Regions from separate parts of the Mus musculus genome. Here region 2 is linked to region 1. The links are chromatin contacts, called in public Hi-C maps. All regions are on one chromosome and are shown on one strand. The core of a region is the stretch at or near the end of the contact, and the rest is flanking DNA. Distances in the headings are between cores, read along the strand shown. Region 1 has its middle 170 kb from the start of Chl1. Region 2 overlaps Chl1 (cell adhesion molecule L1-like).

The links. Hi-C and Micro-C count contacts between places; a contact is called where the count stands out from the background.
Region 2: a contact with region 1 is called in a Hi-C map of neural progenitor cells, with 4 times the contacts expected there. The contact joins two enhancer-like sites. A contact is called at or near these places in 1 of 15 datasets of contacts at CTCF or cohesin (pro-B cells), 5 of 484 Hi-C or Micro-C datasets (cerebral cortex, cortical neurons, embryonic stem cells and 2 more), 7 of 115 datasets of contacts at active chromatin or transcription factors (the 230-238 cell line, T-cell acute lymphoblastic leukemia, acute myeloid leukemia and 4 more) and 3 of 9 other capture datasets (adipose tissue, embryonic stem cells and liver).

Annotation. Positions count from the first base shown.
Region 1 is chr6:103,339,679-103,346,955 of GRCm38.p6, reverse strand. No RefSeq gene overlaps it. Among named protein-coding and RNA genes, the nearest start is that of Chl1, 170 kb to the left of the region's middle. Within about 2 kb of position 2,650, at least 45 of the 459 cell types and tissues checked have an H3K27ac peak or open chromatin away from gene starts, as enhancers often do. A contact at or near this core is called in neural progenitor cells, where this site is marked.
Region 2 is chr6:103,679,530-103,687,157 of GRCm38.p6, reverse strand. It overlaps Chl1 (cell adhesion molecule L1-like), which reads right to left. Exons shown (of 27, transcript NM_007697.2): 10 at 3,879-4,010. Among named protein-coding and RNA genes, the nearest start is that of Gm52915, 8.4 kb to the left of the region's middle. Within about 2 kb of position 4,112, at least 17 of the 459 cell types and tissues checked have an H3K27ac peak or open chromatin away from gene starts, as enhancers often do. A contact at or near this core is called in neural progenitor cells, where this site is marked.

The sequences.
Region 1 (7,277 bases), core at 1,401-3,900:
AGTAAAATAGTATAAAGAATTCCCACCAAAATGATGAAGAAATGCATGTATTCTCTGTAGTTGTAATGAATCAGAAAATATTCCGAAGCTTAAAATCCCTAGCAATGAGGTGGAGCATGAGGAAACTAAGGAGCAACAAGAACAGCAGTCATTCAGTCTTCCTCAGTTTTCAGCTTCTGCTGCTACAGAATAAGAGCTCATATAAGGTCACTTAACTGAATTTGTATGTATTTGTATGTGTGACAGAGCAGGAGAGTCACAAAAAAGATTGAAAATAATAAAAGGTTTCTGAGTGTGTAGTGGCCAAGAATTTAAAATCAGATATGTAGTAAATCCAAGATGTTTCTAGAACCAAGCTCCCACAATGCATTATACAGCTTTAGAGAAGCACTGGCTCAGAGATGAACAGGTATCCTTTGCACAGCACATGTCATACCTGACACTATGTAAGTGACTCCAGACAGAAACACCAGGGCTCAGATCTACTCAGATCTACTGTAGGTTATGAATTGCTGTGCTTACTCCACACAAAGTTTCCAGCTCTTCTAGAAACATGTTGGTGAAATTCTGAAATGCAAAAAATTTCAATGTTTTCCTATCATCACTCCCTGACAAATTAGTATATCTCCAGATTGCACTATGTTAGAATATAGATTTTTAAAATTTTTGAAGGGCTGGGTAAAGGGTTCAGTGGGTAAAGTACTTGTTGCTTAAGCATAAGGATTGAATTTGGATCCCCAGCACCCATGGAAAAATGGGTCTTATAACCTTTTACCCCAAGGCATATATGTCATTTCCATGACTGGTATGCAGGAATTAGAGATAGAAGACCCAGGACGTTCGCTGGCATTTTGCCAAGAGAGCAGGATCTCGGCTCTCGAAAAGCATTATCTTCAGAAAAAAAGGGGGCTGGGGGAAAAGATGGGAAGTAAGAATGGAAGACTCTTCACCTTTCCTTCCGGCTTATTCACATTGCACAGATGTTTAAACCAGCACCAACTCCTCCCAAATATATGTGTTGCAACTTGAGTAGCGTTAGAACAGGTCAGGGTGGAATTCGGCACCAATTTCTGAAATGGCCCTAACCACACTTCTTCTGTTTGGTTTCACGTATTTACGTGAAGCAGAGATCTCTGCATGGATAGTTATAGGGGGAAAAGTGAAATAATGATCAGCTCTGGAAAACGGAAAAGATGCTCTGTGTACGGTAGTGCCAACCATTCAGCCAAGATTTGGTTGTTTATGTAAATATAAATAAGCACATGCATCTCATTAGTATACAAATCTGTTTCATCCTCTCCAAGTGGCAAAACACCAGATAATTGTTTTAAAATAAAAGTCTTTGCTGTTTATTCTCTGCGAATGTTTGGTTTGCAAGCCTACTTCATAGGCTGACTGACATATTGGGATTATATAAAAAACTGGAGGGCAAAAGGTTGCCAAGTGGGAGATGTTCAAGAATCCCTACCGTAAATAATAGCTATCCTTTAATGGTGAGCTGTGTTGAATGTGTACACTCTTTCTTAATAAGTCACACCCATTCCTGTAAATCCGGTTTTATAATCTTACCACAAGGAGGAGCGAACTACTCAGAGAGAACTGAGGCATCCAGCAGAGATCTCACAGCTGCTGAGTATATGACTCATGGGCTCAAGGCCTTCACCAGGTGGCCTGCCTGGCTTGGAAACTTCTCTGCTTTCTTCCACCATATTACATTTCTTAGGGGGTAAAGATACTGAGGCTCACAGGGGTGATACTTCTGGGCCTGTGCTTCCTAGTTGTTTAAGAACAGCATACATAACGCTATCTTCAGATCTTTTCCCTGTTCCATAGGCAGGCATTCTGTACCTCTGTGTACTTGGAGGCAAGCCATACCTGCCTCTTTAGTTATCTGAAAACTGGTGTGTGTTTGTGTGTGTGTGTGTTTAATGTAGCCTTCTTTCCACTAACATTTTTATAATGGTTAAAACTGAGAATTGCTGGAATCTTCCACCATTCCTGGAATCTTCCTTAAAGAAGATAAGGTATAACATTTTCTCTAATAAAGCTTGGTCACATGTTCTACTTATTTTCCCCTTACATTCCCCCTATCAGTCCCTTCAGTCCTCGTGACTGGACATTTTGTTACTAGTTTCTACCTTCAAATGGGTTGCTTCTCTCCCTCTTGGATATACTGTGCTTTGTACAAAGTTGACTATCCCTGCCTCTGCCCATGGCTTTTTTTTTCCTTCTTCTTTTTTGGCAAGGACAGTGTTTTATGTCAAAACTGGCCTGACTTCTTTTTTGAGAAGCCAGGCTTCCTTCCGGTAATGAATTAAAGGTCAGACCTTATGCTAGCTTTGTGGGGAGGCGCCCAGGGTTCTCACTTACAAATGGCAAAAAGCCACTGGCTACTTTCTGAGTACAAGTGACCTGGTTTACAACTTTGAGTTCAAGCCACCCACAGCCATAAGACAAGGGATCCAAGACAGGCACTGAGCAAAAACATTTAATAAGGAATGGGCATTCAAGATGAAAGTATGTCTCAGAGTTAGAGACTCTTCCTTGAGTTTCTTCTTTCCAGCTTTTGTGTTTTCCCTTCCCTTTAAAGACCTCATTCAATGATAGGGTTGTCTTTTTCAATTGCAAATGAAACACTGGCTCTCTAAATACAGTTGGCTCTTGGCAGGGTTTGCAAAGGGACCTTTAAAAGCATGTCTCAAAGTAGCCGAGGGTTTCGAATTCTGGAGACATTAACAAAAAAATTCCCTATTGGTAGCAAGGGGAAAATATGTGTGGTTAAGAATGGCCATTTGTCCCCTCCTGATGGTCAGGAGCAAAATGTTACTTCAAATTTAAAATTAAAATAAGAGTTTTCACAAAGGTGGCAAAAATGTTTATATCTTGGAAGGCTGGAAAACCTCTGCACTTTCATCGGCATCTAACGTGAAACTTTCTGGGAGAACACCACAGGGCAGGGAGCTAGTAGGAATCATTATTGGAGGATATTTTAGAGATTTGAAGCCACATTGGGCTTCACATTAGCATCCATGAGCAACAGTGCATGTTACTATGAGAGCTAAGTGACTTCCCTTCCAAATGAAGGCTATTCACAAGCATGTGCTCACACATGCAAGTGCAGCGACAGATGCCACTGGTCAGTGGTCAACGGAACTCTACACCACTGGCTGGGTTCAAAAGGGCACTTTAGAGGAGGAATAGTCTTCTGTGTCCTAAACTAGAATTCACTGCACAAGAACAATGATCGCTTCAAAGATCCTGGCACATGGACAGAGAGCAGGAGCCATCCAAAGCCCTTGATAATAAACATACCGAGACTTTTGCAGTGACCAGAAGCACAGATCCTCAGCATGAATGAAATGTTTGGACCTCAGACAAAAGCACTTCTTTGCCCGATAGTAAACTCTTGAAACTGGAGTCTTGCAAGGTCTCCAAAGTCTGATTTTCTGATTTTTTCTTGTGGTAGACAGTACCTTGACAACATTCAGTACTAGATATTAATTTTTGTCCCTTTTAACTTATAAATGATAAGGGGATGAGACAAAGGACCAGTATTGCAGATGGGACTATTTTCTTTGTTGTTTTTCTTTTCTTCTCTTCTCTTCTCTTCTCTTCTCTTCTCTTCTCTTCTCTTCTCTTCTCTTCTCTTCTCTTCTCTCCTCTCCTCTCCTCTCCTCTCCTCTCCTCTCCTCTCCTCTCCTCTCCTCTCCTCTCCTCTCCTCTCCTCTCCTCTCCTCTCCTCTCCCCTCCCCTCCCCTCCCCTCCCCTCCCCTCCCCTCCCCTCCCCTCCCCTCCCCTCCCCTCCCCTCCCCGTCTCCTCTCTCCTCTCCTCCCCTTTCCTCTCCTCTCCTCTCCTCTCCTCTCCTCTCCTCTCCTCTCCTCTCCTCTCCTCTCCTCTCCTCTCCTCTCCTCTCCTCTCCCCTCCCCTCCCCTCCCCTCCCCTCCCCGTCTCCCCTCTTCTCTTCTCTTCTCTTCTCTTCTCTTCTCTTCTCTTCTCTTCTCTTCTCTTCTCTTCTTTAAAGAGAAGAGAGGCAAAGGCTTCTTGGAAGTGTTCATAAACATCCTCACAGATGACAACCTGTATAGCTTCACTCAGGAAAACCCTGGCTCTGGTGCTAAAATTCCTTTCCATTCTCTAGATGCAGTCCCTGAACTGCTAATGTGGGAGATGTGCTGCATTTCTGAGTGGGTTTTAGCACTGACAGTGAATCCAGGCTCCTGTGCTATTTCTCTTTGGAAGCTTCTTTGTAAAGGCCACAGCTGAAATTTGGTGACAGGAGTGTAATCTAGAAAAAGGCTACACACATATCAATCATCTGGATGCGTCCAAGGTGACTGTGGCTGGCCCCAATCCCTCTCTGCTGAAATATTTGCTCCAAAATCTTCTTCTATCAGGTCGTAGGCTGATTTACTAGATGTTCTGGCTGTTTGCAAGATGGCAATGTTTAGATTTAATGTAGTGAGAAAGATAACATTTAATGAATATTAAAAGGCACCTCTTGGTATAGCAAGGCTTTGTTAGGGATTCTTGTTTTCTTAGTTTTTGTTTACTGACTTATTTGCAGGTTTTCTAAAGAAACCTAGGCCATTAGTATTTATATATATATATATGTATGTATATGTATATGTATATGTGTATGTGTATGTGTATGTGTATGTGTATGTGTATGTGTATGTGTATGTGTATGTGTATGTGTATGTGTATGTGTATGTGTATGTGTATATGTATATGTATATGTATATATATATATATATATATATATATATATATATATATATATATGAAGGATTCTCTAAGAATGAGAGGTCTTAAACTCCAGCCATGCAAGAATGTGTAGTCACATAAAGAAATTCAGAGAATGAGGAGCCAAATGGACTAAAGACAAGTGAACTGGCTCTGAGATAGGAAAAAAGGTTGACACAATTTAAAACAGAGAGAAGACCAGTGAGGGAGAATATGGGCTTCTGGAAAGGTAAGAAAACCCAGATGGGCTTCAAATGGCTGTGAGGTACAGGATGGAACTCAGGGATGGGTTCTCAGGCCTGTCAGCCTTGGAGTTTCTGCAGGCACATTGTAGTCAACATTGCAGTGTAAAGTCCTGGTGGAACAATACTCAGAGAGTTTCTGGTCAAGATTTTGATATCCAGTAATATGATTTGTGGCCAAAATGGAGTGGAATTGCTGATATGAAGGCTAATGGATGTTTTTTAATCATTGTTGATTTTTGTGGAAAATTTCAAACCAAAGTAAAATAATATAAGTTTGGGAGCAACCAAAAGATTATTTTCAAAGGACAAAATTTGAAGCCAAGTAAGGGTGAATAATGTTCTAAAGGAATCAATAATACCAGTAAAAACTGAATGTACCAGGTCTTGGGGAAGCACACAGGACACTGTAGTAGCTCAAGTAGAGCAGATGCAGAGGAATAAACAGCATGGCTGTGGATACCACATTCTCAGTATTTGAAGGATCATGTATAACATTTCATAAGAGAAATCTTCATTTCTAAATTTTCATGAGAAAGTGGAGAAAAACATAAATTTGTATCTGTAAAAGAAAACTTGGTGGGGGGGTTGGAAAATACTTGTGTCTGAATATTGTTCAGCCATTAAATGAGATGTGTTTGTTTAATTAGGTTTTGAAACCAAGTCTCACATCCTAGAGTTCAGCCCTTACAGTGAAAGCTAGCATATTCATAAACTGGAAGCAATTCATCTTCCTCAGCTCCCCAAATCTTATGGAAGGTATAGGAGTGCACCACGTGCCTAGCTCCCATGTGATATCCATAAAGAGATTTGGATGATCTTTGAAATGCTTGTGATTATCATGGAAAAGGATCACTATAACAAGTTAAAACAAGTAAACTTTGATAACTGTTGTTACACATACATTGGAAAAGAGAGAAGACATTCATAAACCATGATAGGCTATGACATTTCATTATGCGACCTATCAGATGTTTAAAGATCTATTTATTATATTTTACTTATGTAAAATGTGTGTGTGTGTGTGTGTGTGTGTGTGTGTGTATGCCTCCTGTGAAAGCATGTTGGTAGTCTCATGCTATGGTGCACACATGAAGATAAGAATATAATTTTCAGGAGTCATTTTCCTCCTGCCATAAAATTCGGGGATGTGACATACCCTGTCAGGCTTTCTCCATAAGCCATCTCACCAACCCAGCCCCTGAGGTTTAATTAACTCGCTTGAGATCAAAAGGCCAGAAAATGGCTCAGTCAGGAGGTAATCACAGACCACTACCTAAATCATTTTTTCCTTTTCTGAATTTTCCATTTTTTCAATGTGCAAATTACTTACATTGGAATTTTAAAAGTAAATCAAATTCGGATTTCACTGAAGAGACACAACTGCTCATTGTGCTCCATTGTCCAATTGCACAATCCCCTCCTCCAACCGCTTCTGTAATATGTCATTACGGCTGGCTTTCTGGTCTGTTCTCAATTCATTAAGTGTTCATTTAGCGGTGAAGATACTGGTGGGATTATTGATTCTCTTCACTCTCAGAATCACAGGAAATGCCAGTTCTCCTCCAAAGCACTCACCCTTGGTTGATGGGAAATGACTAGCTGTGCCTATGTTGGATTTTGTTTGTTAAATCTGAGCTGCGGCAAGATGCTCACAATTCAAGTAGGCTGTTTCCTAACTTTCTTTCAGCACGTTCTTTTTGTTTATGTGAAAAACTGGCCTCATGGTTTCAACACATTGTTGTCTCACAATATTCTTGTCTCTGCCAAGGACATAAGAAGCATACTGAAATCCCCAAAGCTGTCAGTGTGAATTGAGTCTGCAGTACTCTATGCCTCTGCTTCCTGTTCTTAGCAACCCCTTGCTCTCTTCTATTGAACTGAGGGATCTGTGGTTTGCACCCGGTTTATTTTTATCTTCTTTTCTGTTTGTGGTTTTACCCATGTCTCCATAAGAATGCTTCTAAAACTGATACAATAAATTCTATCTCAGTTCCTAAATGTAGTGGCAGTTCTTTTGTAAAGTTTCCAATTTAGAAAAAAATAATTATTTTATTTATACGATATATTCCTAAACACAAACATTTATTAACTGAAATCTAAGAACTAGTTTGAGGTTTCTTTTCAAAAATTTTATGTGTTGTTCTGTTTAGGTTTTGAGGCAGGGTCTCACCTAGTAATTGCAGCTGTCAGAGAGTAATGAAACCTATACTGACATCAAACTCATAACCGTTCTCCTGCACCAGCCTCCCAAATGCTAGAATTGTAAGCATGAGTCATCATCCCTGGAT
Region 2 (7,628 bases), core at 2,863-5,362, 340 kb before region 1:
ACATTATGTCCAAGGAAGAAGCCAAAGGTGTTGCTTTGACATTATTTTGAGTACATTAGAATGAAACACTGCTTTGAACTTGTTATCAACATCCTTCTGAGACTCGCATTTTATGTAACATTTTATCTCTGAGGTAATTTTCTAAAGACCTGTTTTCTTCTAAGAAGGTATAAAAAGGCCAGAGAAAGGGAATAAAGTTGTTGATTCAATGGTTTGGCTTGGGAGCTCCACCCCATCCATCCATCCATCCAAATGTATATGTCTGTTTGTACGTATATGGGGGTATATGTGTAAGTATGTAAGAATGCATGAATATTTGTGAAGTATCTGGACAGGTGGTTGAGCCCAGGAAAAATGTGAATGTGTTAATGTGTGAATGAGATTGTGAAAGTAAATGTATGTATGAGTGTATATGTGTCTGTACGTATTTGCTTATATAAAGCATCTTAATTCTCTTCCTTTCCTTCTGCTTTGGTTCACAGAGTTAACCAGCCAGACTAGTGAAAAGCTTCCGGCTGTCTGACTGGAGAAGGCAGTGCTAGCAATAAATCTTTTACCTAACCACCTGCTGTTAGCAACAAGTGTCAATAGTTCTAATAGCCTGCAGCTTCAGGCCTCAGAGTAACTCCAAGTCAAGATAGGAATAAGTTATAACAGAAAGTAACCCTACTCTCTCACAGGACTAAGTCTTACCTCCACCAATGCTCTCCACAGAGTACTCAATTCAGAGCTAGGATTCTGACAAGAATTGTTCTAAAGACTCAAGAAAACAACTTTTAAGAGTTACCTACAAAAATACACTGGCCCTGGCATATTCTCATAATTCTTCCTAGATGTTTCTCTTTCATAAGTTCAATGAAAATAAGACAATATAGTCAGAGAATCTTCTATTCAAACTTGTTCTTTTTTCTATGCTGCATTCTAGCCCTGAATTTACTTGTGCTGTGTCTTCAAGTAAATACTGTAATTCCAGTGAGCCTTGTCATTGTGTCAGAGAAGTAAATAATAAAGAGATCTGTTTTTCCAAGGTGCTCTCGGAAATGCTGCATGATCTCTCAGAGAAGGTTACATGGACAATCAACCACTGGATTCACTTTTATTGAATTTTGAAATAAGATTCACAAAGAATATGATTTCCTAGAAATATGAGTCCAATGAGATTTTAAATCCTTTGTTAGTCAAACCATCACCACACAGTGACCCTGTGGCAAGTAATAGGAAAAATTCTGTGCTCAGGAGCTGTACAAACTGCAAGGTTTGTTTGCAACCAGACTGACTGGTTTCAGTCTTTCCTCTGTTACTGGCAAATACAGCAATTCCTGTCTTATCTGCCAACAAATCTGTTGGCTATACTTTGAACTATCTACTACCTGACAACATGTCTAGCCTGATGACTTAGTGTCTTTCAGTCACCTTTTTGCAGTCATAGAGTTAGAGGCTGCATTCAAAGACCAGAAAATTCCTTTAACACATAAATTACAAGGGCTGGGAATACAACTCAGTAGTAAAGCACTTGCCAGGCAATCGGAACTGTGGTCCAAACTCTAGTACCTCATAAACAAACGAACCATAATATTTCTCACTCAACCTCTCCTATCAAAACCCTATATGGTTGCTCATCTGTCATCATTAAAATCCCAAGACCTTGATCAGGCCTTGTCATTGTCTATGCTCTGATGCCTGCATCTAGTGAATGATTTTACCAGCTGACTCATGCCCTTCCTTATGCCCTGGACTTAAGGCAATCAGTTCTGTTTCCTTTTATTTATTTATTTTTTCTCCAGACATACCTGGGGAGTCTTTTCCTTTCTCTCCTCTCTACTTCAAAAGTACTCACAGACATCTGATGGCAGCCTACTTCCTCACCCTTTTCATCTCTTGAAGTATGTACTTTTATAACCATAAATCTACCCTGCATCTCGAACTTTACACTCTCCTTAGTACCTACCTACTTCCTATGTATGAATTTCTCAACAACATGACCTTTACAACTATGTCTTCTCTTGCCATTTTATAACTCACTGAATCCAATTAGTGCTGTCGGTAGCTGCATAGGGCTTATCCACTGAAGCATGCAGCCTGCCACTTGTCATACACCAAAAGAAACATGTCTTTTCTCTCATAGCATCCATCAAATACCAACAACTTCTCAGCTCGGGTTGATGTCTCATAAACCTCCCACACCCACCAATGCCCGAGTTTTGATGGACAGATCTTAAGCAGTTAAAATATGTGCTGTGAGTTCACAGGTACAATGGCTACTTCCTGTCCAGAAGACAGCATTTCCTACCACTCCTTCCATCCCTCAGCTTTTATATTGCTTCAGCTCCCTCCTCTGTAATACTCCCTGAACTTCCAAAACGGATATAGATGTCCCATTTATGGCTGAGGACACATTGTCAATTATTCTCAGCATTTGCCCAGTTACAGGACTCCATATTAACCACTGTCAATTGGAAACAGAATCTTCTCTGAACAAGCCAGAGACCCCCCTTAATCTTGAGAGCTCATAAAGGTGGCTGCCTTGGCCCACCCTACAGGCACTTTAGTATTAGATGAGTGATCCAAGTAGAAGCACTTGAACTCCTCGTCCTCCTGCACCCACCTCCCATAATTAATGGTTTAAGCCAGATCCTGTGCAACCCATTCTAGGAATGGTGCTTTTCTCAAGCAACATAACAAACCCGCAAGTCACAGCTATTTTCATCTCTGTTTTATTTATGAAAAACAAAACAAAACAGGTTTTAAGAGGCACAGTTCCATTCCCAGTCCCACAGTTAGCAAATGTTAGGATGACCATGCAAACACAGGCAGTGCGGCTCCAGAGTTCATAAACCATCCAAGAACTCCACAGATAAATTATGACTTTAGGTAGCTGGCTAATTAATCTCCTTCAAACACTACCAACTACCACTGCTTCCATTTTGCAGCTTGGAAAACCCACGCTAAGATGATCCAGTGACGAGTTCGAGGCCACAGACCTGGGAAGAGTTGCAGCCCAGTGATGACTTTGGTTTATGAACCACAAGGAGACATGGATAATACGTGGAACCATGACTAATAAATAAATGGGGACCCTACACCTGCACTTCCTATCTTTTCCTCCATGGAGCTACTTAAGCAGAACATAACATTTAACATAGGTTCTGACCTTCTGCCTGAACAAATAGCTTCAAAATAGCCTCAGCTCTGGGTTCAAATGAAAACCTCTAGGGTTTGGAGACTGGTGCAGTAAGGAATCTGGCCCCCAGGCCTGGTTCATTTCTGTTTCTCTGTGGCCAACAAATGTGGACAAGATTCAAGGGGATGTTCTAGTGTTGTCAACAGCAGCCAGGGAGCTATTGTGTCATGTATAGCTTTGGGTATCACATGTGTCCTGGCCACAACATGGAGATAAAATGTGAACAATAAATATTCTGGGCAGGGGCAGAGTTAAGGATTGAGGATGTTGTAAGGGTGCAAGAAATATCAACTTTCAACTTTCCTCTCCTGGGTTACTCTATCATTCCTTCTCAAGGGCAGGAGCAAGGGTTGGTGTATATTAATCCTCTTCCTAATTCAGTCATTACTTAATTATACAAATAATTATATTTAACAATATCTACCTACCTATCTATCTATCTATCTATCTATCCATCTATCTATCTAATAATATAATTAACTTAGTATATCCATAAACACTATCCATGTGTTGGTTGTCATCAATCAAATTACCAATAAAGAATCACCTGGTGATTTTCTGGCACTGTATTATGCTAACACAGCCCAGCCCATCTACTTCATACATCCCCAAACTGTGATCAGATGTGATCCCATTCAACTGCTGTATTCCCTAGCATGTCATTCTCAGGCCTTTTGTTAGGTTGTTTTTAACTCACTTTCAATCGGCAAGCCATTGAGTCTCCATTTGATTGTGGGTTGAGGTTCGCCTTCTGCTTCACACAACAAGATGCCACTGCTCCCCGTGCTGTACACGGCACTCTGAGGCTTCTTTTTCCAGCGTGGAGGCTCTGAAGACAAAACAAAGAAATTTCCAGAAGGGTTCTGCATAGCCAGAGATGCGACGACGTTAACAGGTCTGCATTTCTACCCTTAACCAGCAGAGGGCAGACACTACCAAGTATTCCATAGCAACTGTGGAATAGGTTCTACAAAGCAAGATGGCTGTATTTGTGTGTGTGTGTGTGTGTGTGCTTACATTACACTCTAAACATGTATATAAATCTGCATACCAGAAATATACAGCTGTCTTAGCTGTATATATTAATCTTACTGAAATATGAGGGAGGGCTAAGCAGATGGGAACTCATTTAGGGCTGGCTGCTCTTTCTTTTCAGGCTGAAGCGAAGTAGCTGAAAATGGGGCTATGCAGGAAATAGATTCAGAGAGCTTTTTAAACAACAGTAAAATTTGTGAGACCTTGTTCCTTGATTATTGACTCTAGCATTTACATGTCATATGTATAGCAATTTGCATAACTTATCAAGTTGGAAAACATAATTTGCTTTGCAAGAGATGTTCTTCTTGCAAAGGGGCAGAACGGGATCCTGAGAACATTTGACATTTATCACTGGAAGCAAAGCAGTAAAACTAGGGACAGATGATCTTCATCTCTTGATGCACAAAACTTCAAATGTGTAACTCTAAATGGAGTCTCAGAACAGAGCAAGACAAGTGTTCTCATTGCACACGTTACTGTCACATCTTGTCACCATCAGGGCACCACGATGACAACAGTGAATATAAGACTAGAAGGATGCATGAATATTATTATTTTTGTTGTTGTGATTGTTTGCCAACATATATAGCTATGTTGCACTTTCTTGGATACCTTATACCCATAGAGGACAGAAGACGACATCAGATTTCTTGGTTGGGGTTACATAGTGCTGTGAGCTACCATGTAGACGCTGGGAACTAAACCAGAGCCCTTTGAAATAGCAGCTGGTGCTCTCCTACCACTGAGCCATTTCTTCAGACCCATGTGCATAATTGATAATTAATCTCAGAAGTGACTTAATAGAATTTTAAAGTAGTATTTCCCATCAACTTTAGCCTGCTCATTTCCCTGCAAGAACTATGGATTTTTGTGTTGATTAAAAAAAGAAACTTTTTAAAAGATATGAACATATATAAAGTGAAAATATCTTTTAAATGATTTTAGTAAAAGAAAGAAAGGTGATTACATGGGAAATTAAATTTATTAAGGGGTAAGAAAAAACATACAAACAGGTAATTCTGGCAAATCTATGTGATAAAAGAAATAGCAGCCTTATTTATAATAGCCAGAAGCTGGAAAGAACCCAGATGTCCCTCAAGAGAGGAATGGATACAGAAAATGTGGTACATTTATACAATGGAGTACTACTCAGCTATTAAAAACAATGAATTTATGAAATTCTTGGTCAAATGGATGTATCTGGAGGACATCATCCTTAGTCAGGTAACCCAATCACAAAAGAAGTCACTTCATATGCACTCACTGATAAGTGGATATTAGCCCAGAAACTTAGAATACCCAAGGTACAATTTGCAAAACACAAAAAAATCAAGAAGAACGAAGACCAAAGTGTGAATACTTCATTCCTCCTTAGAATAGGGAACAAAACACCCATGGAAGGAGTTACAGAGACAAAGTTTGGAGCTAAGACGAAAGGATGGACCATCCAGAGACTGCCATATCCAGGGATCCATCCCATAATCAGCCACCAAACCCAGACACTATTGCATATACCAGCAAGATTTTGCTGAAAGGACTCTGATATAACTGTCTCTTGTGAGGCTAGGCCAGTGCCTGGCAAATACAGAATTGAATGCTCACAGTCATCTATTGGATGAAACACAGGGCCCCCAATGGAGGAGCTAGAGAAAGCACCCAAAGAGCTAAAGGGGTCTGCAACCCTATAGGTGGAACAACAATATGAACTAACCAGTACCCCCAGAGCTCATGTCTCTAGCTGAATATGTAGCAGAAAATGGCCTAGTTGGCCATCATTGGGAAGAGAGGCCCCTTGGTCTTGCAAACTTTATATGTGCCCGTACAGGGGAATGCCAGGGCCAAGAAGTGGGAGTGGGTGGGTAGGGGAGCAGGGCGGGTATAGGGGACTTTTGGGATAGCATTTGAAATGTATATAAAGAAAATATATTTTTTAAAATATTTTTATTAGGTATTTTCCTCATTTACATTTCCAGTGCTATCCCAAAATTCCCCCATACCCCCCCAACTCCCCTACCCACCCACTCCCACTTTTTGGCCCTGGTGTTCCCCTGTACTGGGGCATATAAAGTTTGCATGACCAATGGGCTTCTCTTTCCAGTGATGGCTGACTAGTCCATCTTTTGATACATATGCAGGTAGAGTCAAGAGCTCCGGGGTACTGGTTAGTTCATAATGTTGTTCCACCTATAGGGTTGCAGATCCCTTTAACTCCTTGGATACTTTCTCTAGCTCCTCCATTGGGGGCCCTGTGATCCATCCAATAGCTGACTGTGAGCATCTGCTTCTGTGTTTGCTAGGCCCCGGCATAGTCTCACAAGAGAGAGCTATATCTGGGTCCTTTCGATAAAATCTTGCTAGTGTATGCAATGGTGTCAGCGTTTGGAAGCTGATTATGGGATGGATCCCTGGACATGGCAGTCTCTCGATGGTCCATCCTTTTGTCTCAGCTCCAAAAAAGAGAGAGAGAAAAAGAAAAGAAAAGGAAAGGAAAGGAAAGGAAAGGAAAGGAAAGGAAAAAAAAGAAAAGAAGAGAAGAGAAGAGAAGAGAAGAGAAAAGAAAAGAATAGAAAAGAAAAGAAAAGAAAAGAAAAGAAAAGAAAAGAAAAGAAAAGAAAAGAAAAGAAAAGAAAAGAAAAGAAAAGAAGCATACCTATAGAATCTCCCAACAGGGTATGGGCTCAGTTGTTAGTTTTCATGTTAAACGCCTGCGTTTATAATAGACTACTCTAAACGTATTGAATTCCTTAACATAAAGTACAATGGTCTAAATTAGAAACTGAGTGACCTTTTGAAGAGGAAGACTGCCTATATGACATTGTATTTTTAAAGGCTTATTTTGTTTATGTGTCAGGTATAGCTACCTGCTCGACATGTGTGTTGGGAACCAAACATAGGTCCCCTGGAAGAGCACCGAATGCTCCTAACGGCTGAGACATCTAACTTTTCAAATTTTTTTCTCAGTCTTTTTATGCAACCATAACAACAAAATTCAATATGTGAAAGTTACAGGGGATACATCCCCATGAATATGTGAGCCATAATGATTATAGTAGAAACTATGACCGTTCCTTTCCAAGCAGGTAGAAATAAAGATCCTGTAATGAAAATATTATTACTCCTGTATAATAAAAATCAATTTTCCAATCCTTATCTTCAGTCTACGAATTTCATTAACCTTTGGTATGACTATATATACCTTTGCACACATATATTAAAGAGATATTACTGTAAGAATCAAATGAAGGGGTGAGGTATTGCTTCATCTAACCTTTGACCTTATGGAAATAATACTGAGCTTTAGAGAATTCATCTAATCTTTTTCAGGGTCATCAGAGAAAGAATTCTCATTTCCTGTTCTTGCCAATCCATGAATCTCAGAACAGAGCCTCTGGGGAAACAACAGAGACAT